2 separate regions of the Mus musculus genome follow, and region 1 is linked to region 2. The links are chromatin contacts, called in public Hi-C maps. All regions are on one chromosome and are shown on one strand. Each heading gives the region's core, a stretch centred on a gene start, on an enhancer-like site or on the middle of the called end of the contact. The rest is flanking DNA. Distances are from core to core; before and after follow the strand shown. Region 1 overlaps Gm41058 (a long non-coding RNA gene). Region 2 overlaps Rab3c (RAB3C, member RAS oncogene family).

What was found. Hi-C and Micro-C count contacts between places; a contact is called where the count stands out from the background.
Region 1: a Hi-C map of bone marrow-derived macrophages shows a contact between it and region 2, with 2.7 times the contacts expected there. The contact joins two enhancer-like sites. A contact is called at or near these places in 9 of 39 promoter capture datasets (the 3T3-L1 cell line, 3T3-L1-derived adipocytes, hematopoietic stem and progenitor cells and 5 more), 16 of 484 Hi-C or Micro-C datasets (ECoMG-derived neutrophils, the N1E-115 cell line, bone marrow and 12 more), 1 of 115 datasets of contacts at active chromatin or transcription factors (acute myeloid leukemia) and 3 of 9 other capture datasets (adipose tissue, liver and macrophages).

Annotation. Positions count from the first base shown.
Region 1 is chr13:110,362,481-110,366,448 of GRCm38.p6, forward strand. The region is part of intron 1 of Gm41058 (a long non-coding RNA gene); the gene reads left to right. Among named protein-coding and RNA genes, the nearest start is that of Gm41058, 6.0 kb to the left of the region's middle. Within about 2 kb of position 1,396, at least 37 of the 459 cell types and tissues checked have an H3K27ac peak or open chromatin away from gene starts, as enhancers often do. A contact at or near this core is called in bone marrow and bone marrow-derived macrophages, where this site is marked.
Region 2 is chr13:110,183,142-110,186,841 of GRCm38.p6, forward strand. All of the region lies in intron 2 of Rab3c (RAB3C, member RAS oncogene family), which reads right to left. All of the region lies in intron 1 of Gm41057 (a long non-coding RNA gene), which reads left to right. Among named protein-coding and RNA genes, the nearest start is that of Gm41057, 3.9 kb to the left of the region's middle. Within about 2 kb of position 2,005, at least 16 of the 459 cell types and tissues checked have an H3K27ac peak or open chromatin away from gene starts, as enhancers often do. A contact at or near this core is called in bone marrow and bone marrow-derived macrophages, where this site is marked.

The DNA.
Region 1 (3,968 bases), core at 146-2,645, 180 kb after region 2:
TTAACTGCTATCAGATCAGATAGGAGGACTTGAGGCTTTGACTCCACTTGAACAACACTACCTCTTCTTCCATTTACTCCTCCCCACCTCTACTCTTGGTCAAGAAAATAAATGAGCACTGAAAACTTTGGTACCCATTGCATATGGAAAGAAGTTGGGCCACTTCACTCATCCATGAATGAAACACTGTGTTGCCAAGCTCAACATTTCTAAGGCAGGAATCAACTTACCTCAGACTGTGTGTACCTTTCTAAGCCATACAGTTATACACAACTTCAGCATACCTTTAGGTTCCTCTGATGATATTACTATAGACTAGAATTAATAACAGACTCCAAGGTAGTCATTGTTTGATTCTTCCAATTTATTTGGGAGATGTTTAGAATAATATAATATCCTAATTTTTTTAAAGTAACTGACCATTTTTTTGAGACTGGACCTCAATCAGGCTAGAGTTGGGAGCATTTGGATCCATAGAAACCTGGCTCACATAGAGACTGTCAATCACTCCTACCACTTCTAACATGGTCGAGGTAAGGGTTGGCTTGCTAGCTTCTCCAAGGAGAGCAGCACTGTGAGTCCCGGCCCTGAGCCCCAACATCTCACCTGCACATTGATTCTGAGAAAGAAATCTGGGAAGGTACAGTACAGTAATTGCTTTCAATCTGCTGTTTGTTTGTTTGTTTTAACAAAAATAGTGATTTCTTGAATAACTCTGGTCTCTCAGAGCAGAAGACAATGGAATCAAACCAACACAAACAGACATGGCATGGGGCAGAGGACCTATCTCTAAGGATCCTGGTAATTAGAGCACACTTCACTCCCTCTGAGGAAAACATGCTTCAGAAGTCATTGCTCCTCATAGAGATGTTGGTTAACCAGGGTCTACACAAGGACACTGGTGATAGCCCAGCAAGGTTCATGGTCCTAGGTGGGTTAGAGGGATTCCAAATATCCCTGCTTTTATTTTCCCACAGAGACCAGCAGTTCTCTTTGGCTGTGCTAGCAAGAGCTTAGGCTGAACTCCAAGGGCTCCTTAATAGACATGTCTCTGAGTATATGTACCTTATATTAACTTCTTAGAATTGTAAGTTCCTCTCTGTCCACTCTCTTCAGAATCTCTGCCCATCATAGAACTGTCATTCAATGACAGGTACCTCAGCTCCCATGTAATTTGACTGGCATTTTAGGTAATAGGAAACAAAACAAACACTACAACTCTGAATTTCAATGGTAATGAACTCCTCATCTTTACTAGAATATTCCAAGGCACTCTTAGCAATATGAATCTTTAGGTTCTCAAAGTCCTTGAGGGTGTTCTCAAGCCTTAGTATCTAAACGTTTTCCCTTAAGTCCTTCAAAGTCCTCAGGAGGCCTGAGTCATTCTAGGGCTTTCTTTGAAAAGATCGTGCCCTTGGTATCTTGAGCAAACCACTTAAGTCTTTACTTCACCTTTCTTTACCATAAAAAGGGAACTCGAAAGTGTCGCAAAGGAAAACGGTCTCCAGTGGTCAGAGTTCATCGGAGACAGCTCTAGAATTATTTGTAGGCTGGCTAAAATAGCACAATACTGATGCATATTTTAAGCAGTTGGACAACTACTAGACACAACTATAAACCATTTACATGGAATTTTTAAGCTTATAGAAAGCATGAAGGTGGGTGCCATTCACTGGATGGGAGATGATGGGATGAGGCATGGTCAGTGAAACGATCTACTAAAGATAGCTTGCACCATGATATTTGAATACAGAGCCTGTGCTTTGAGGACTAGGTCCCCTTGCCTGGGTTCAAATCCCTGCCATGTTGTCTCACATTAAATCTGCTTCATTTCAAAGATGTGCAGTTGAATTCTTACAATTTTTCTGTGCTTTTATTTTTGTTAACCTTTCTTTTGGAATGAAAGTATGATTATATTATTTCCCCATCTCTTTCCTCCCTTCAACTCCTTCCATGTCTCCCACCCACCCCACTCTCTCTCAAACTCAAACTGCTTAATGTTAGGTATAGGTATGTGATTTCAGGGCTGATGGTTTGGTACTGAATAATCAATTGGAGGCCTCCTGCCTGGCAAGATTATTTTCCCCATACAGTTGATGCTTCATCTGACTAAGGGTATTTGAACCACACTAAAGATAGTAGACCTGACTGTGGGGCATTTGGATAGAATGAAGGAGAGCCTCTCTGTGGGCTTTTATGAAGTCAGAGAAGGTTCAGGAAATAATCAAGGAGATAGAGCATGGAGGAGCTGAGTGTCAAGGACATGAAACCCAGAAATAAAATCTTGTGTGCAGTTCACAGGTTACACTGTGTTCAAAATGGGGCCCCTGTGATCCTTGTTGCTACTGTGGGGAACTGTGGAAACGACCTCCTGTTTGGTTCTAGCTGGACAGGGTTGCTTGCTTTAGTAGAGGTTGCCCACCAGAATACTAAAGGCTTTCAGGCAAGGGCTTGCTCTACACACCACCCCATCTTTTGTCGAAGCAACCATTGCAGCCTCTTTCAAGTTTTCCTCCTATCTTGTTATCTCTCTGTATTGCATCCCCAAAACTAAATGAGCAGCATTTCTTAAGTATTAGTCAGACCACGTCACCTACGATTAAGACGCTCTTGGTAGTCTTAGAATTAATCTACTTTCCCCCGTGTGCCACTCTTTTATGGATTAGAAGGCCTTCCATGATAAGCCTCTGTCTCCTGCCACTGTATTGTCCCCATATCTCTTCCCTACCTGCTATGCTTTGCTCCCCAAACATCTCCAGCTCTTTCCTCCCAGAGACTCAGCATGACCTGTTTTCTTTCCCATAATGTCTTCCAGGTCACCCTTTACATCTCCCTTGCCATTTGGCCTTTCTCTTCAGTACTCATCCCCGGGTACAGAAGACCTCAGTATGAAGTACCCACCCCTCTCTGTGTCTCTGTAGGTCTGTCTGTCTCTCTTTCTGTGTCTACCTCTCTTTCTGCCTCATGTGCACATATGTATGCATGTGTGTATGTATGTCATATGTCATGCAGCCACATAATTTCCCCTAACTCAGTCACCACCCTGAGTACACGCTGATAACAAAACTTTCCTGCATCACACATGTATAGTCAATGCATGCCACCCCTTTGCATGCAGACACTTGCCTGCCAGCCTCTTTTGATTTTCTAGCACCATGGTGCACTTCCTGGTCCTTTGGCATTTGTGTTTGCACCTTTAGCCCCTTGTGAACTTAGTGCTAACGTCATGAGAACTGTCTTTACCCTGTCCACTAGTCTCCCTTTTCAGAGTTCTCGTTACTTTATATGGAAGAGGTTCAATAAAGGACAGTTTAAAGCAATGAAAAATATAAAGACTATTTTAGGAGAGTAAACCTTGAGTTAAAATTATTTATTTTGGGGTGGGGTATTAAAGATGTGTATAAATTGATATATGACATATTTGCACAAATACAGATATTTATATACACATAGATAAAGAGAAAGTCTAGGTAACAATTTGTAAAAAAAAAAATAGATGTATCAACACCTCAGGTAAAGAAACTAATGATCATTTTAGTGGTTTGAATGAAAATGCCCCCCCCACAGACTCATAGGGATTGGCAGTATTGGAGTAGGTATGACCTTGTTGGATTAGGCCTGGCCTTGTTGAAGGAAGTGTGTCCCAGAGGGTGGGTGTTTGAGGTTTCCAAAGCTCAAGCCAGGCCCAGTGGCTCACTGTCTCTTCTTTCTGCCTATGGATGCAGATTTGGAACTCTCAGGTTCTTCTCCAACACCCTGTCTGCCTGCATTGAGCCATGCTTCCTCCATGATGATAATGGACCAAAACTCTGAACCTATAAGCTAGCCCCAATTAAATGTTTTCCTTTATAAGGGTTGTGTGGTCATGGTGTCTCTTCACAGCAATATAAAACCTAAGACAATTAGCATTGCACCAGAAACCCCAATTTTATCCTACCCCATGGTATTTACCATCCTTCTTTCTAGAA
Region 2 (3,700 bases), core at 755-3,254:
ATCCAGACCCCTGACAACCACTTTCCCAAAACAGCCAGCTGATAGATATGTTGAAAACCCGTGGGTTTAACTCTCTGTCTTTTCTTGTGATCTTGTCTCCTTTTCACAGGATGTTAATTTTATTGTGATGGTAAAGCCATTTATTGTAGTACCTTAAAATGCATCAATTTCACACTGTGGTATTTTTTTTAAATTATTGAGAGAGAGAGAGCAAAACTCATGATTCCATTATACTGTAATTGAAATGGCACAGGAAGGTGTTCAAAGCACAGGGTTGAGTCACCATTACATATCAAAATTGGGGAAAGGGACAGACAGAGAAACAGCTTTCAAGAAAAGAAAAAAAGAAGAAGAAAGAAGCTTTCAGATAGAACTTAAGTCACAGCAAGGGGTCAGATCTCCAATATCATTATGACAGAATCCAGAAAAACAATCCAATTGAAAATATTTATCACTAAAGCATTCGGAGAGAACAATAAATTGTACCAAAGTAAGCAAGTGTAGTAAGAAGCACACATAGGAACCCTGCAAACTTTTACCCATTAGAAGAACTTTATTAGGCAGAACACCACTGTTCCAGAACTTTAAAAGATCGAAATTGTGAAAATATTTGCAAAGATCCAGGCATCATAGTGATTTAAGATTGTGATGGAGACATTTTACTAAGACATTTGATTTACCGACTGTTATGGATGGGCTACCTTGAAGATTTCTTTCCAGGCTCCGTGAATGTGACTTTATTTGAGAAAATGGTCTTTGCAACTGCAGTTAAACATATGTGATGTCATACAAGATTAGGTAGCTTTTACTCTCGTGACTAACACCTTCATAAAATGAGAAGACACGGGGGGTTGGAGAGATGGTTGATTCCCTTAAGTAGATATACTGCCCTTGCAGAGGACCTGTTAAGCTCCTCATACCATGTTGCACAGCTAAAAACTGCCTAGAACTCCAGTTCCAGGAGATATGATAGCTCTGGCCTTTACAGGAAATTGCATTTGCATACACATACCACTCCTACCACATACACACATAGAGACTCACACTCACACACTCACTCATATACTCACACACATACACTCACATGTGCACACATACATAATTAGCACAATTAAAAGGTATTAAAACAGAATGAGAGTCAAGAAAGCTGTAAAGGGGAAGAATGGGATTGGAACAGTGCATATGGAAGAGACATATGCCAAGAATCGCAGGCACTCTCTAGAGACCACAGGACAGGCAGGGAAGACCATCTCTCCTGCTGCAGAGAGCAAGGCCCAACCCATTTGTGACTGGTCAATAGGCTTCATGGGAAATGAATGCAGCCACTGATTCCGATCTCCCATCTTTATGAGCAGTGTGAAGACAATATAAATTTCACAGTTATCTATACAATCTTTAAGTTACTGCAGAAAAGTATTAAAGACAATTAAAGGTAGCCTTACACAGAAGTCTAAACATAGTCTCCCAGCGACATCAGCAAAGATATGATGCTAAAATACAGTATCGGGTTCTACTTAGGTAAAGTTAGTCATTTAAAGAGATGATTTGATAAATACCACTCTTAAAAAACTGGACTATTTACCTACCTACCTACCTATTCTAGTAATTATGTCCTATTAGAAAATGGAATAATGCTATTTGAAGTGACAAAAATTATATGTTCCTTCATGTTAGCAGTTTATTCCTAAATGATTGAGATACTGTTTAAGAATAAACAGTTAATGTCATAGCTGTGGACATTGAGGAACACATCTCCCTCAAATAGCAAAATAATGATTACACATCTCACTTTATGATATGCGACTGTCCCAAATTGTAGCTATTTTTTCATTCCTGCAAATAGACATGAAGCAGCATTCGATTTAGTCTTATGAAAATAGCAAACAATAATAGGAGTCTTAAATATTTTATGCTTTCTTGCTGCACACTTACTTGGGGAGTGAAATATGAACTCTTCCTTTACCACAGTTAGTCATCCGTTAAAAGAAAATTTACAAACCACTTCCCCTTGCTGACCTTGTGCAAGCAATCAGTGTGACTCCATTTACACACACTTTATTACATGCACATCTGTAAGAGGAACCCACATTGTGGAAGGGAGCAGTAATAAACTAGCTTCTAAACATGTATTTAATCAATCTAAGTGTTCTCTTAACCTACTATGGGGGATCTTATTGATGAGATTTAGCTTGCTATAATGTTTAGTTCTGAAATACCAAAACTTTCATTTTACAATGGCATCTACTTCAAAGTAAAGCCTAATAAATTCAGCCTGGGGCAGAAGGATAAAACTTGACCTATTATTTCATGGTAGTGTTGCCATGGCAATTCATCTTTCCTGGCAGAGAGGAACAGCCATATATAGCTCTTTTACAGGGGGGTCTTTGACTTTGCTGTCAATAATACCCTGACATAGCTCCTTAGTCCATGTTTCTGCTTATGGAACGCGGAGATATTTTTTTTTTTTTTTTTTTAGTAAACATAACTTAAATACTGGTACAAACTCACTCTGATTTTAATAAAATTCACAACCCAAACAATATAAAGGCATTTTTTTCCCTCATTCCATCTCAGGATTTTGTTTTCCATCTTGGTTTTCTGTGATCATTAACCACAAAGGCAGGGAGCCTCCAGTTTAACTTTCTTCTTAATTAATCTTTTTGACATACTTCTTCCCAGTGGGATTTTGATTATGTTCGATTTTTTTTTTAAATCCTGAGGCATAAATACATAAATGCAGGCAGCATATTCTCTTCCTTCATAGAACACAGCACAAAAGGCTAGCACCAGATCAAATGCTCGACGCTTACAGAGTAATGGGCTTTTCTGTGATGCCTTTACCTTAAACTTGGCTGCTAAGATGCAAAGCAACTCCTCACAAAGGATGGAGACTTTCATTCACAAAAGCCAAGAGTCTGGTTGATAGATGGTACCTACTCAAGCAATGGGGCTGTTGATCTGCATTGAATAGGAATAGTTGTTACCTGGAGGATAGCCGATTTGAGGAGTGGGAGGCAGAAAAAAGAAATCCCCATAGGTTACCATTATGGATATGTCCTTAAAGATTCCCCTGAATCAATAAACATCACAGCAAGGAGCTGTACTGAGACACATTGCCATTAGCCTACCTTCAGAAAGCTTGTTCCATGGATAAATGTTGAGAAATATAAGGTGTTATAATGGAGAAAAAGGAGGTTCCTTGGCACTGTTCAGGGAGTGACCTGTGTGGCTCCCGGAAGCTATTACACTGAAAACCAGCATTGTGTAGAAGGGCAATGTAGGTGCCCCAAAGAAGCCAGGAGAGAGATGAAACTCCACGTTTGCTTAGGCTGGTGGGCTATTCTCATCTGCCAATGCTCCTTCAGGCCTTCACAGGGAAAGGAGGAACAGAAAGTATGACTGGCTTCACAAAGCCTTCTTATTCTTATTCTCATTCTTATTCTTATTCTTATTCTTATTCTTATTCTTATTCTTATTCTTATTCTTATTCTTATTCTTATTCTTATTCTTATTCTGTCTTGTTTGTTTTGTGACTAGACGATCAGAACATGAATATGAATGCCAAACTGGGTATAAAACCGGGTGATTTCAAATAGATTCAATAATCCTGAGGTTTTGTTTTTAGATGGACATCATTTTTTCACTCTAATAGAAGTTTGAGGCTCTCAGCAACATTGAGCAAAAGGTATAGAGACTCAGT